Linked DNA regions of Macaca mulatta: region 2 is linked to region 1. A link is a contact called in public Hi-C data. All regions are on one chromosome and are shown on one strand. The core of a region is the stretch at or near the end of the contact, and the rest is flanking DNA. Distances in the headings are between cores, read along the strand shown.

What was found. A called contact is a pair of places that touch in the nucleus more often than the background predicts.
Region 2: a Hi-C map of CD4 T cells shows a contact between it and region 1, with 3 times the contacts expected there. The contact joins the promoter of DNAJC2 here to the promoter of PMPCB in region 1. A contact is called at or near these places in 2 of 14 Hi-C or Micro-C datasets (CD4 T cells and fetal cortex germinal zone).

The regions. Positions count from the first base shown.
Region 1 is chr3:142,895,287-142,901,811 of T2T-MMU8v2.0, reverse strand. PMPCB (peptidase, mitochondrial processing subunit beta) reads right to left here and starts at 2,284. Exons shown (of 13, transcript XM_028846146.2): 1 at 2,161-2,284; 2 at 973-1,113; 3 at 152-238. The coding sequence starts at 2,259.
Region 2 is chr3:142,945,736-142,952,260 of T2T-MMU8v2.0, reverse strand. It overlaps DNAJC2 (DnaJ heat shock protein family (Hsp40) member C2), which reads left to right and starts at 3,431. Exons shown (of 17, transcript NM_001260798.1): 1 at 3,431-3,709; 2 at 6,014-6,204. The coding sequence starts at 3,646. PSMC2 (proteasome 26S subunit, ATPase 2) reads right to left here and starts at 8. Exons shown (of 12, transcript XM_015134575.3): 1 at 1-8.

The sequences.
Region 1 (6,525 bases), core at 1,035-3,534:
ATCATCAGTACTTATTTTAGATACTGTCCTGGAAAAAAAAAACATAAAACATGTTATACTACTGAAAGAGCTCTCCCTGCCTCTAAAGAATGAGACTTAGTGCTTACTATCTCTTAAAGAGAGTGCATTTTTGTAAAGTTTTACAACTTGCCTTGAAAGCCATATGCTCCAGAAAGTGTGCTGTTCCATTATTCTTCTCATTTTCATATCTACTTCCAGCATCAATCCAGAGTCCAACCTTAATGCAATCAACGAACAATTAAATAAATCCATTTTATTTATTTGAGGTTGCAGGGAACAGTCTCCTTCCTTTTTCTGACAAGTGCTTTCTGGTCTTAACACTAAGATTTTCTTGATCTGAGTGAATTAATAGTTCATTCCTATGAACCATGAGATTTAAAAATTTTGATCAGGATACTGCTGGGTGCTACAAGTATCTACCTGCCACCTTCACTGAGGATTCTTTGCCCAACTCATTAACCCAGCCAATTAATAACCGTAGTATCAAGAACATCAGAAACTGTCAGAAAACTTTGGTTGAAATCCTGGCTCTGTCACGTATTAGCTAAGCAACCTGAACAAAACCATTTAACTTCTCCCACTTCCTTAACTATAAAACAGGTGTGAGGACGCCCACTACAAAGAATTGCTTTTTAGCAAATAAGACATCAGTAAAAACACCTGGCAGAGTAGCCCTGCAAATATACCTCTTTCATTATTATCAATACTACTAACAATAAATAATCCATAATAAGCTACAAGAACAAGATGCAGACAAGGCAACAGGATCCATATGCACCCTGTAACTAAGTATCACTGGAACAAAAGGTTCACAACTCATGGAAATCTGTCAAGGCAAAATAACTGCCACCCTTTTTGAACCACCAGCCAACAAAGAAACTAAAGACTAAAATCAACAATTTGCTACACTAAATGAAGGGTCACTTAGAGAAGGTTGCCTGAGTCACTTACTGTGCATGTTGAGAGCCCAGAGTCTTCCGAAGCCACTCTGAGTCCGCTTTCTAAACATGTTACTCTTGTTTCAGGAACATTCAGAACAACTTGGGTAGCAGCCTGTGTACTTCGTAATCTGTTCTCTCCAAAATATAATGACTGGTTGGGGGTAGGAAGTGGAAGAGACAAAGCAAAACGCATTATCAATCTGATATTAAATGTTGACTTTAAAACCAAATCTATGTTAAACAGGCTCTCTCTATAAAAGAATCTTTCTTCTTGAATTTTGGTTCCACTGGGATCTCTGCCTGGCCTAGAAACGTGTCACCAGCCACTGTCCTAGAGCCAGCAACGTGATTATAAACATGCCCTTTCCTCAGGGAAGATGAGCAGTTATTATCATTACCCAGAGAGAAACTGACTTTATTTCACTACCTCTCCTAGAAATGTTTTATATTCATTATGCAGAAAACAAGCAGGGAAAAAAAAAAAAAGGAGAGAAAAGATGTAAAACTACCTACACACAAGACAGAACTGACACTCGGGTTTTCATTGTTCAAGAAAAGCAACAGGGTTTGGAAATGGTTTTTAAAAAAAAAAAAAAAAAAAAGAGGATAGGAAGATGGGCCGGATTCAAAATGCACCTGACTGGCTTGTCGGCCAGGAACTATTCGTCTTCCAGCAGTTTTTATTTGCCCTTATACAAAAGTCTCACATCTCTTTGCTGAAAGTCAGAGGCTCGCTCATGAGAAAAATGCAAATACATACAAAATTTTACTTCAGCGATGTCCAGGTTAGCGGGAAACCCAGCTGAGGACGAAGTTCAGTCATAGGCTAAAACAGAACTCTGGAGCGGTAACCATATTTCACTTTTTAGTTTCCCCCAATTTGCCAGCACTACGTTTTTAGTGGTCAAACATGCACTCCTCAGTAGCTGGCGGGAGGAGCCGAAAACCAGGGTCATCCCACACGTCACTAGCAGGTCTCCTGGCGGGTAGCCACAAGCCAGCCACCCCGGCCAGTTCAGCAGCCCCAGGCCGCCTGGCGCCCAGCGGGTCCAGGTCGAGGAGGCCCTCCCCGACCCCGCTGTTCGGATCTGTAGCGCCGACTCTCAGGTGCGCTGCGCCGGGTGCCGCGAGAGAGGCCAGAGCCCGCCCGACTGGGTCTGGCCCCAGGCAGCGCCCAGACAAACAGAGGGAAGCTCACCCGTCCCGCAGCGCCGCGGATCAGGAGACTCTCGCTGAAACCCCAGAGCCGCCGCCGCGCCGCGGGTAACAACATAACTCGAGCCGCCGCAGCCGCCATTTCTGCTGGAAAGAAGGCGGAGGATGGAGGATGTGCTTCCGGGGTCGCGACCTGAGGTCCCAGAGCAGGAAGGCGGCCTCCACCTTGTGGCCGTGATGGGAATGACACTCCTCGAAGCTGTCGTGAAAGGAATGAGGGCTCGACCATGATGCTGAGCGGTCTTTACCAAATGAATTGGGGAGTCTGTAGAAGCCCCTGTATCATCAGTTATTTTGTTGATGGCCTACTAACTGCAAGGCACAAATGCGGTGGAGTGAAAGATAATCTATCTCACTGGTGGATGGAATTGATTGAAAACAGTGGAATAGGCTGGGCGCGGTGGCTCAAGCCTGTAATCCCAGCACTTTGGGAGGCCGAGGCGGGTGGATCACGAGGTCAGGAGATCGAGACCATCCTGGCTAACATGGTGAAACCCCGTCTCTACTAAAAATACAAAAAACTAGCCGGGCATGGTGGCGGGCGCCTGTAGTCTCAGCTACTTGGGAGGCTGAGGCGGGAGAATGGCGTGAACCCGGGAGGCGGAGCTTGCAGTGAGCCGAGATCACGCCACTGCACTCCAGCCTGGGAGACACAGCGAGACTCCGTCTCAAAAAAAAAAAAAAAAAAAAAAAGAAAACAGTGGAATAATATCCACAAGTCACTGCCTTTAAAGGAAAAGTCTACTGGGAAAGACAGATGCGGTGAGGGGAGGAAAAGATGTATCCATGTTGACCCCTATTCACTCTTCGAACCTCTACAGTATGGCTCATCCCATTCCATAGAAATTGCCCTTGGTAAGGTCACTAACTGCTAAAAGTTGGACACTTTACAGACTTATGTTACAGTCCTGTTGGAGGATTTTGCATCGTTGGCTTCTTTGAAATTCTCTTTTCTCAATATATTCTAGAGCTCCACCTCCTCGTAGTTCCCTCTGCACTTTCTTGGACTCCTCCTTATTCATATATATATATATATATATATTTTTTTTTTTTTTTTTTTTTGAGAGGGAGTTTCACTCTTGATGCCCAGGCTGGAGTGCAATGGTGCAATCTCGGCTCACTGCAACCTGTGCCTCCCGGGTTCAAGCAATTCTCCTGCCCCAGCCTCCCAAGTAGCTGGGATTACAGATGTGTGCCACCACGCCTGGCTAATTTTGTATTTTTAGTAGAGATGGGGTTTCACCATATTCGTCAGGTTGGTTTCGAACTCCCAACCTCAGGTGATCTGCCCACCTCAGCCTCCTGAAGTGCTAGGATTACAGGCGTGAGCCACTGCTTCCAGCCCACAGATCTCTCAAGGAACTAAAAATTGCAAATGTTTTTCTAACTCAGGTAGGTGCTGTTGTGCTCATTTTGCAATTAAGACACTGAAGTCAAATAAATAACTTGCCCCAGGTTACCCTGCTAGTAATAGGTAAACTCCAAAGACTGTGCTGTGAAACACTACATTTTGCCCTAAAAGTTGGCGTTTGCCAGGACTCGAGTCCTCTTCTACTGAACAGTCTCCCTCTGGGCTTTTCCCTCCACTTCAGGACCTGTCTGCCCAACCCAGGCCTTTCTCTTGAGCTCCAGGCCCACTTAACCATCAACTACTAGGAAACTACACTTGAATATCCCATTGGAACCTCAATATTAACTTGTCCAAAAGGGAATTCACTGTGGCCCCTGAATCTCTTCCCATATTTGCAATGCTAAACAGCCAATCATACCTCCATTCACCCAAAAATCCAAACCACCCGGAAGCACCTCTCTTTTTCCATCTTCCACGTTCAACTGATACACCCCTTTCCTGCCCCTTCAATCTACTCCGGGTCCATTGTCAGTTTTTTCACATTACTACCTATGGGATCTTTTAGAAATGCAACTATTACAGCAGTCCCATTGTGAAGAATCCACCAGGGGGCCCTTGGTCACAATAAAGTAAAGGGTCTTTAGCATGGCAGGTGGGGCCCTTCATGATCTGACTCCCATTTATCTTTTCAGACTCATCTCCCTCCACCTACCCGGCTGCTATGATTCACAGTTTCAGCCCACGAGACTCATGATGTAATGTAATAAAGGACGACCAAGGTTATTCCTTCATGTTTCTAAAACAAACGTGTGTTAACTGTAAATAAATACAAACATGCATACATATATACAAAAACATTTAGGTATAATCACAAGAAACACCTAGGAAGTTTTAGCAAGAACTTGTATTCAATTCTAATATACATTGTATTAATTTATTAGTCATTATTTATAGTCAATATCTTAGAACATAAAGCCTACGGAAATTAAGTGCACCAGAGTAGAGCCAGAAATCAAAGTATTCTGACTACTGACAAAATAGCCCTACACCCACAACAGTGTCCATTTCTTTTTTTTTTTTTTTTTGAGACGGAGTTTCACTCTTGTTGCCCAGGCTGGAGTGAAATGGTGCAATCTCAGCTCACTGCAACCTGTGCCTCCAGGGTTCTAGCAATTACCCTGCCTCAGCCACCTGAGTAGCTGGCATTACAGGCGCCCACCACCACACCCAGCTAATTTTTGTATTTTTAGTAGAGACGGGGTTTCACCAAGTTGACCAGGCTGGTCTTGAACTCCTGACCTCAAGTGATCCACCCACCTCAGCCTCCCAAAGTGCTGGGATTACAGGCGTGAGCCACTGTGCCTGGCCTATTTTAAATAATTTCTTAACTGACTGGATTTTATTGGCAAAGAGCCGTTGTTATTTTGTTGTTTGGAAATTTTCATCACAGATGTCATATTCCTTTAATTCTTTCATGTTTGAGGATGTCTGCTTTTATCTTTATACTTGAATAACATTTTTGTCTGGACTTAATATTGCTGGGTCACAGTTTCATTTTCTCAGAATTTTATAAACATTACTCCATTATGTTCTTGAATTAAATGTTTTAGAGAAGTCTGAGGCTAGCCAGATTTTTTTCTTTTTTTACCACCCTTAAATGTGACCTGTTTCATCTGCCTAAAAACCTAAAAAATTATTTTATTCTTGAAGTTCAATAACAACTAGGCTATATCTTAATGTTGAGTAATTTTTGTGTCATGATTTTTATCACAATTTTCAAAAACATAATATGTTTTCATTCTGCATGTTCACTTCTTCCTTCATTTTAGAGAAAGTCTCTTTGAATACATCTTCTGGCATTCCATTCAGTATGTTCTCTTTTCAAGGACTGCAGCTCTTCTTATGCTGAATGACTTTATCTGTCCTTCATATTTATTAGCATCTCTCTAACTGCGTAAGGCTTTGTCATTTTCCTCTACTTTTTTTGTGATTATCTCAAGACAGAAGTAGGCCTACACAAACATGCCCTACTAATTTTTGGCAAAGGTGCAGAAGCAATTCAATAGGTTGCTTTGAAAGAATAGCCTTTCAACAAATGCTGCTAGAACACTTAGATGTTCATATCCACCACTCCCCGCTCCCCAGTGAACCTGAACCTCACACTTCATACAAAAATTAACTCAAAATGAATCATGGATGCAAATATGTGACATAAAACTGTAATACTTTTAGAAAAACACATAGGATAAAATATTTGTGATATCGGGATAGACAAGGAGTTTTTAGACCTGATATCAAAAATATAATCCTTAAAACAAGATTAAGGCCAGGCGCAGTGGCTTACACCTGTAATCCCAGCACTTTGGGAGGCCAAGGTGGGCAGATCACCTGAGGTCAAGAGATCGAGACCATCCTGGCCAACATGGTGAAACCCCGTCTCTACTAAAAATACAAAAATTAGCTGGGCATGGTGGCACATGCCTGTAGTCCCAGCTACTCGAGAGGCTGAGGCAAAAGAATCGCTTGAACCTGGGAGGCGGAGGTTGCAGTGAGCCAAGATCATGCCACTGCACTCCAACCTGGTAACAGAGCAAGACTCCATCTCAAAAAAACCAGATTAAAAGCTTTCGCTCTAAAAAAGATGCTGTTAAGAGGATGAAAAGACAAACTACAGACTGGGAGAAAATATTTGCAAACCACATATTCAACAAAGGACCTGTGTCTAAATTATGCCAAAAAAAAACTCTCAAAAACAGTGAAAAAAAAATGGGCAAAAGACATGAACAGACATTTCACTGGAGAAGAAATACAGATGGCAGATAAGCACATGAAAAGATGTCCAATATCATCAATCATTACAAAATGCAAATTTAAATGATGAGATATCACTACACACATAGCAGAATGGCTCAAGTGAAAAACAGCAATAACACCACATGCTGGCAAGGATGTAGAAAAACAAGATCACTCATACATTACTAGTGGGAATATAAAATT
Region 2 (6,525 bases), core at 2,182-4,681, 49 kb before region 1:
GGTGTCTTCCCTTTCCCTTCCCCACCGGAAGTATATTGGGCTCAGGCGGGCCCCTTTACGCAGTGCTAGAGAGTCCGGAGAGAGCGCTGGGGGAAACGCTGTGGCACGCTGGTTTTTGGACTGATTACCTGTGAAAAGGAAACTACAGTGTTTGTAAAACGCCTGTCATATTAGACACAATAAGTAGTGGCCACATCTACAAACATAGTGAAGGTAATCTATTTCTGGTAAAGAGTTAATATCCAGAATATTTAAAGAACTCCTATCCTACCACCCAAGAAAACAACCTAGTTTTTTAAATGAGCAAATAACCTTAATAAACATTGCTCCAGGCCGGGCGCGGTGGCTCAAGCCTGTAATCCCAGCACTTTGGGAGGCCGAGACGGGCGGATCATGAGGTCAGGAGATCGAGACCATCCTGGCTATCACGGTGAAACCCCGTCTCTACTAAAAATACAAGAAAATTAGCCGGGCGAGGTGGCGGGCGCCTGTAGTCCCAGCTACTCGGGAGGCTGAGGCAGGAGAATGGCGTGAACCCGGGAGGCGGAGCTTGCAGTGAGCCGAGATCGCGCCACTGCACTCCAGCCTGGGGCACAGAGCAAGACTCCGCGTCAAAAAAAAAAAAAAAAAAAAACATTGCTCCAAAGAAGATATACAAATGGACAACATCACTGTTAAGGAAATGCAAATCAAAACCACAGTTGGATGCCGCCACACACCCATTAAGATAGCTATTATTAAAAACAAGCAAAAACAAAACAGGAAACGAGTGTCGGAAAGGGTGACCCTTGGTTCCAGCAGACGCATGCGTGTGCTGCTGGATAAAATGAAATCCTGGTGCACTGTCGATGTAAATGTAAAATGATAAAATAGTGCAACTGCTGTGGGAAACAGTACGATGATTCCTCGGGAAATTAAAAATAGAATTACCATGCCATCTGGCAATTCGACTTCTGGATATGTATCCAAAACAATTGAAAACAGGATCTCAAAGAGGTATTTGTGCATCCATGTTCATAAGCAGCATCAGTCACGACACCCATAAGGTGGAAGCAACCCAAGTGTCCATCTACGTATGAATGGACAAACAAAACGTGATGCACGCGCGCGCGCGCGCACACACACAGATATTATTCAGCCTTAAAAAGGAATGGAATTCTAGTATAAGTTACAGCACAGATGCACCTTGAGAACATTATGCTAAGAAAATAAGCCAGTCACAAAAAAGACAAATACTATATGATTCCACAAATATGAAGTACCTAGAGGTGTCAGATTCCTAAAGACAAAGTAGAAGGATGGTTTCCAGTGGAGAGTTTTCTCCACTGGTATAGAGTTTCAGTTTGGTTTGTTTGTTTGTTTTTCGAGACGGAATTTTGCTCTTGTTGCCCAGGCTGGAGAGCAATGGCTAAATCTTGGCTCACCGCAACCTCCGCCTCCCGGATTCAAGCAATTCTCCTGCCTCAGCCTCCCGAGTAGCTGGGATTACAGGCATGCGCCACCACGCCCAGCTAATTTTGTATTTTTAGGAGAGACAGGGGTTCTCCATGTTGGTCAGGCTGGTCTCGGACTCCCAACTTCAGGTGATCCGCCCACCTCGGCCTCCCAAAGTGCTGGGATTACAGGCATGAGCCACCATGCCCGGCAGAGTTTCAGTTTGTAAGATTAAATGGGTATAGAGTTTCAGTTTTGTAAGATAAAAATAGTTCTGTAGGGTAGTTGCACAATAATGTGGATGTACTTAACATTACTGTACACTTAAAAATGGTGAAGATCGTAAATTTCATGTTATGTGTATTTTAGAACAATTTTTTTAAAAAACAAAACCCCCAGCCGGGCACGGTGGCTCACTCCTATAATCCCAGCACTTTGGGAGGTCGAAGCGGGCGGATCACGAGGTCAGTAGTTGGAGACCAGCCTGGCCAACATGGCTAAACCCCGTCTCTACTAAAAATACAAAAATTAGCTGGGCGTGGTGGCACGCACCTGTAGTCCCAGCTACTCGGGAGGCTGAGGCAAGAGAATCGCTTGAACCTGGGAAGCGGAGATTGCAGGGAGCCGAGATCGCGCCACTGCACTCCAGCCTGGGAGACAGAGCAAGCCTCCGTCTCAGAAAACAAAACAAAACAAAACACCTTATGACCTTAGAGTTAATGGTAAAACTCAATGGGAGGAGGTGTGAGGAAAAACATATATTAATATGACGAAAGTGGAGTCAGGTTACTTTGCACCTTGGAGCATGTTTTAACAGTGGTTGCATTAACAGGGATCAGGAAGAGGTTTGAGGGCACAAGATTAGTTCAATTTTTTTTTTTTTTTTTTTTTTTTTTTTTTGAAGACAGGGTCTCACTGTTACCCAGGCTGGAGTGCAATGGTGAGATCTCGGCTCACTGCAACCTCCACCTCCCGGTTTCAGCGATCTTCCCACCTCAGCCTCCCTTAGTTCAATTTTTGAAATGTCAATTTTGAAGTGACGATTTTATAATGCAGCAGATATACAGGTCAATTAAATGTATTTAATTGGCCTGGAACGGTGACTCACGCCTCTAATCCCAGAGTTTTGGGACACTGAGGCAGAACGATCCCTTGAGGCCAGGAGTTCAAGACCACCTTAGGCAACATAGTGAGACCCTGTCTTTCTCTCTCTCTCTCTCTCTATATATATATATTTTAAAAGTTGCTTAATTGTGAAAATATAATGAAATTAGTAAATTAGAAGATAATTTACTAATGTCTGGTGGTCCTTGCTGAAGAATGGCACATGAAGTTTATTTTATTGAACGTGTTTCAGATACTGCTGTTGGGGGTGAGCCTTTACCCACTGTTTTTTGTTTTTCTAGTTTTTGCTTTTAACTACAGTCTTAGAAGGAAGCTTATAGTAATAATACAATTGATTTTATTACACATTAAACAACTCTGATTGGGGATATCTTGAATGAAAACTTCATTCCATTAGAACAGGGTAAAATATTGCTGGCCTTGGAATACAATCTAACACCAGAGAGAAGTTTCTTCTCCAAGTGAGTATTAAAATATATAATGCAGGTAAATTAGTAATAGCACGACAAATATTAGCTGCTATTATCATCATCAGGTTAAACACAAACGTATCACAAATGCACGTACGTAATTCTCCGCAAATGTATATACTAGTCGTCGATACTGGTTCATACAGTTATTTTCATTTTTTACTTAAAAGTGTAGCGTTCCTGAGAAAATCACTGATTAGGTTCAGATTAACATATAAAGCAGTAAGAACTTAAAAATAAAGATAATATAAAAAGAGCTGCTTTTAAAGGTTATGTTCTATGTATTGCACAGGGACGTGGAATATAATCGTTTTCATAGGAAAATTAACGCGCCTAGGAACCATTCTCTCGTGCGACTTGGTCTCCAGCCGGATCTCAGTCAGTGTGGAACTAGGTTGCCGCACACGTTGGCGAGGGTAGGAGGGTGTCAGACTGGCCTCCGCACCACGGAAGATCCATCCCGGAAGTGCTTACTGGTCGTCTCCATGCGCCGGTTCCTGGGCGTCGTAGAGTCAAGGCGCGAGGCTCGGACTGAGAGGTAGAGCTGGGGGGACCGTAAGCGCCCTCCGCCCGGGACGTGAATCGCTGCTCCCACCGGGCTAGACCCGGCGCCATCATGCTGCTCTTGCCAAGCCCCGCGGACGGCCGGGGCACCGCCATCACCCACGCTTTGACCTCTGGTAAGCGCCCACCCAACCCCGGCTCCTTCCCACCTCAGCCGCCCCTGCCTCAGTCCTCCGCCTTGGCAACCCTGGGCTGTCTCTACCTTTGACCCTGGCGACTAGCCCTGGGGCCGTGTGGAGCCGTAATAGGTGCGTTTTTGCTCCGTGTTTTAAAGTAATCCTACCCTAGATTAGAAGGAAGGAGGGTGAGGGGTGCCTTCCTTTTGCTCCTACCGTTGCTGCTTCCTTTCGCCGCTGCTGACTCATGGATTGGACTGAACATTTCGGGACCGAACCCCCCAGTACCCCAGAAAGATTCACATAAGCCTCTCTTTGCCTACGGCGGAAAGACTACGCGCAGCCAGCACCCCACGTGCCTGGGGTCGTATAAAGCTTTGCTGCTGGCGATCTCTTAAACACCTTTCTCCCTCTCTACGTTTGTTCCGGCCTTATTTTTTAAATGTCACAACTCAGACACCGCTCCTCATATTCGGTGTTAAAAGACTGTGCTGCTGAAAAGATCCGCGTAGATTTTGAAAGGCAGTTATTACAAGTGAAACTTGTCCTGCTGCTGTAGGTTTTAGATTTATGGCCCAGTACAGTCATGAGTATTGTAAACTTAAGAGTCTCCAGTTCCAGTCATCTACAGTAATTCCCATAGCCAGGTACATAAGCGTTTGTTGAATGTGATTTTGAACATTACCCGTGGCACATGTTGCATTTGTGTGTCTCCGTGTGCCTCTTAACAACTAAAGGAAAAGGCTTAAAAGGCAGTGTTTTTAAAAGCCACACACACCCCGTACTACAAGGTAGTACCTTTTTGACAGTGTTTTAATCCTCTCCTGTGTAAGGTGGAGGAAATCTTAAACTAAATTTTTCAGGGATTTTCCTTTTTCGAATTGCTAATATACACATGTACAGTGATTTACCGCCATTTCCGAGGAATAGATGATATCTTTACTACAAGTTTTTAATTTCAGAGAGTTTTTATGGTCTCATTCAAGCTTCCTAGAAACTGAATGAGATAAATAGGTATTGTTCCCATTTTATAGGTGAAGACATCCTGATTCATTTCAGGCCACACAGCCACTGTCAGACCTAGTCTGAAACCCAGAGTGTCTGGTTTCAGATTGAGAGCTTGTTCCGCTACAGCTTAGCTGCATTAGTAAATCCCCGTTTGCTGCTTGGAAAATTGTTTTCAGTACAAATTCTTGTTAGTGAATCCTTAAAATTTTTAAGAGCTATAGTTCAAGATTTTAATAAGTAAGATGGTTTGAGTTGGCTGGGTACGGTGGCTCACGCCTATAATCCCAGCACTTTGGGAGGTCGAGGTGGGTGGATCACCTGAGGTCAGGAGTTCGAGACCAGCCTGGCAAACATGGCAAAACCCCGTCTCTACTAAAAATACAAAAAAGTAGCTGGGCATGGTGGCGGGCGCCTATAATCCCAGCAATTTGGGAGGCTGAGGCAGAAGAATCTCTTGAACCCGGGAGGCAGAGGTTGCAGTGAGCCAAGATTGCGCCATTGCACTCCAGCCTGGGCAACAAGAGCAAAACTCCGTCTCAAAAAAAAAGATAGTTTGCGTTGCTTTTAGATTTTTTATTTTTGGTGAGGCTAGCTCTTCGTGACAATTTATCACTATTTATTACTTTATTAAAATTATTTGTCTGGGCGCAGTGGCTCACACCTGTAATCCAAACACTTTGGGAGGCCCAGGCGGGCTGATCACCTGAGGTCGGGAGTTCAAGACCAGCCTGACCAACATGGAGAAACCCCATCTCTACTAAAAATACAAAATTAGCGGGGCATGGTGGTGCATGCCTGTAATCCCAGCTACTCGGGAGGCTGAGGCACGAGAATCATTTGAACCCAGGAGGTGGAGGTTGCATTGAGCTGAGATCTCGCCATTGCACTCCAGCCTGGGCAGTAAGAGCAAAACTCCATCTCAAAAAAAAAAAAAAAGTGAAAAGATAAATAAATAAAATAATTCGTCTAAAAGTCAAGCAGTTTGCAACATTTCTTCCTGTTCCTCAGCTTACTCTCATATCCCGAGAAAAGTACTGATTTATTGTTGACATTACTAAGTTTATGTTGTCAGATAACTGGAAGAGGTTGATTAAATACTCTTTAATACTAGGAAAGGATAATTTCTTGTTAACCCTCATGTAAACTGGATGACTGCAATTATTTTCTTAGTTGGTGGTTTTAAAAGTATATTCTTGTATCACTGTTTTGATTTTATTTCCTGAAAAAGTTAATTGCCTTGAAACAGATTTATTCCATGCAATACATTGAAGCCTCTCTTAACACTTTCAATCACAGCCTCTACACTTTGTCGAGTTGAACCTGTGGGAAGATGGTTTGAAGCTTTTGTTAAGAGGAGAAACAGAAATGCTTCTGCCTCTTTTCAGGAACTGGAGGATAAGAAAGAGTTATCTGAGGAATCAGAAGATGAAGAATTGCAGTTGGAAGAGTTTGCCATGCTGAAAACACTTGATCCCAAAGACTGGAAGGTATTTAATATCTGAATATTTTGTTCAGTCAGATGCTTTGTTAGACATAGTTTTCTTGGGAGTTTTCCATTAATAAACCGTGTTTTAAGATGGTTCAGCAAGATGACTATAATTTAGCATCTGTTTATTACTAAGTCTTGAGTGGGTTAGCACTAGCCATGAGATACTGTCTCTGCTGGAGAAATCCAGGAAGAGTTCACAGAAAAGATAATGTTTGCACTGGTCTTAAAAGGACAGGCGGCAGTTAGTGAAGCAGAGAAATGAAAGAAGTATTCTGGGCCGAAGGAGTAAGATATACAAAGACACAAAGGAGTAAAAGAA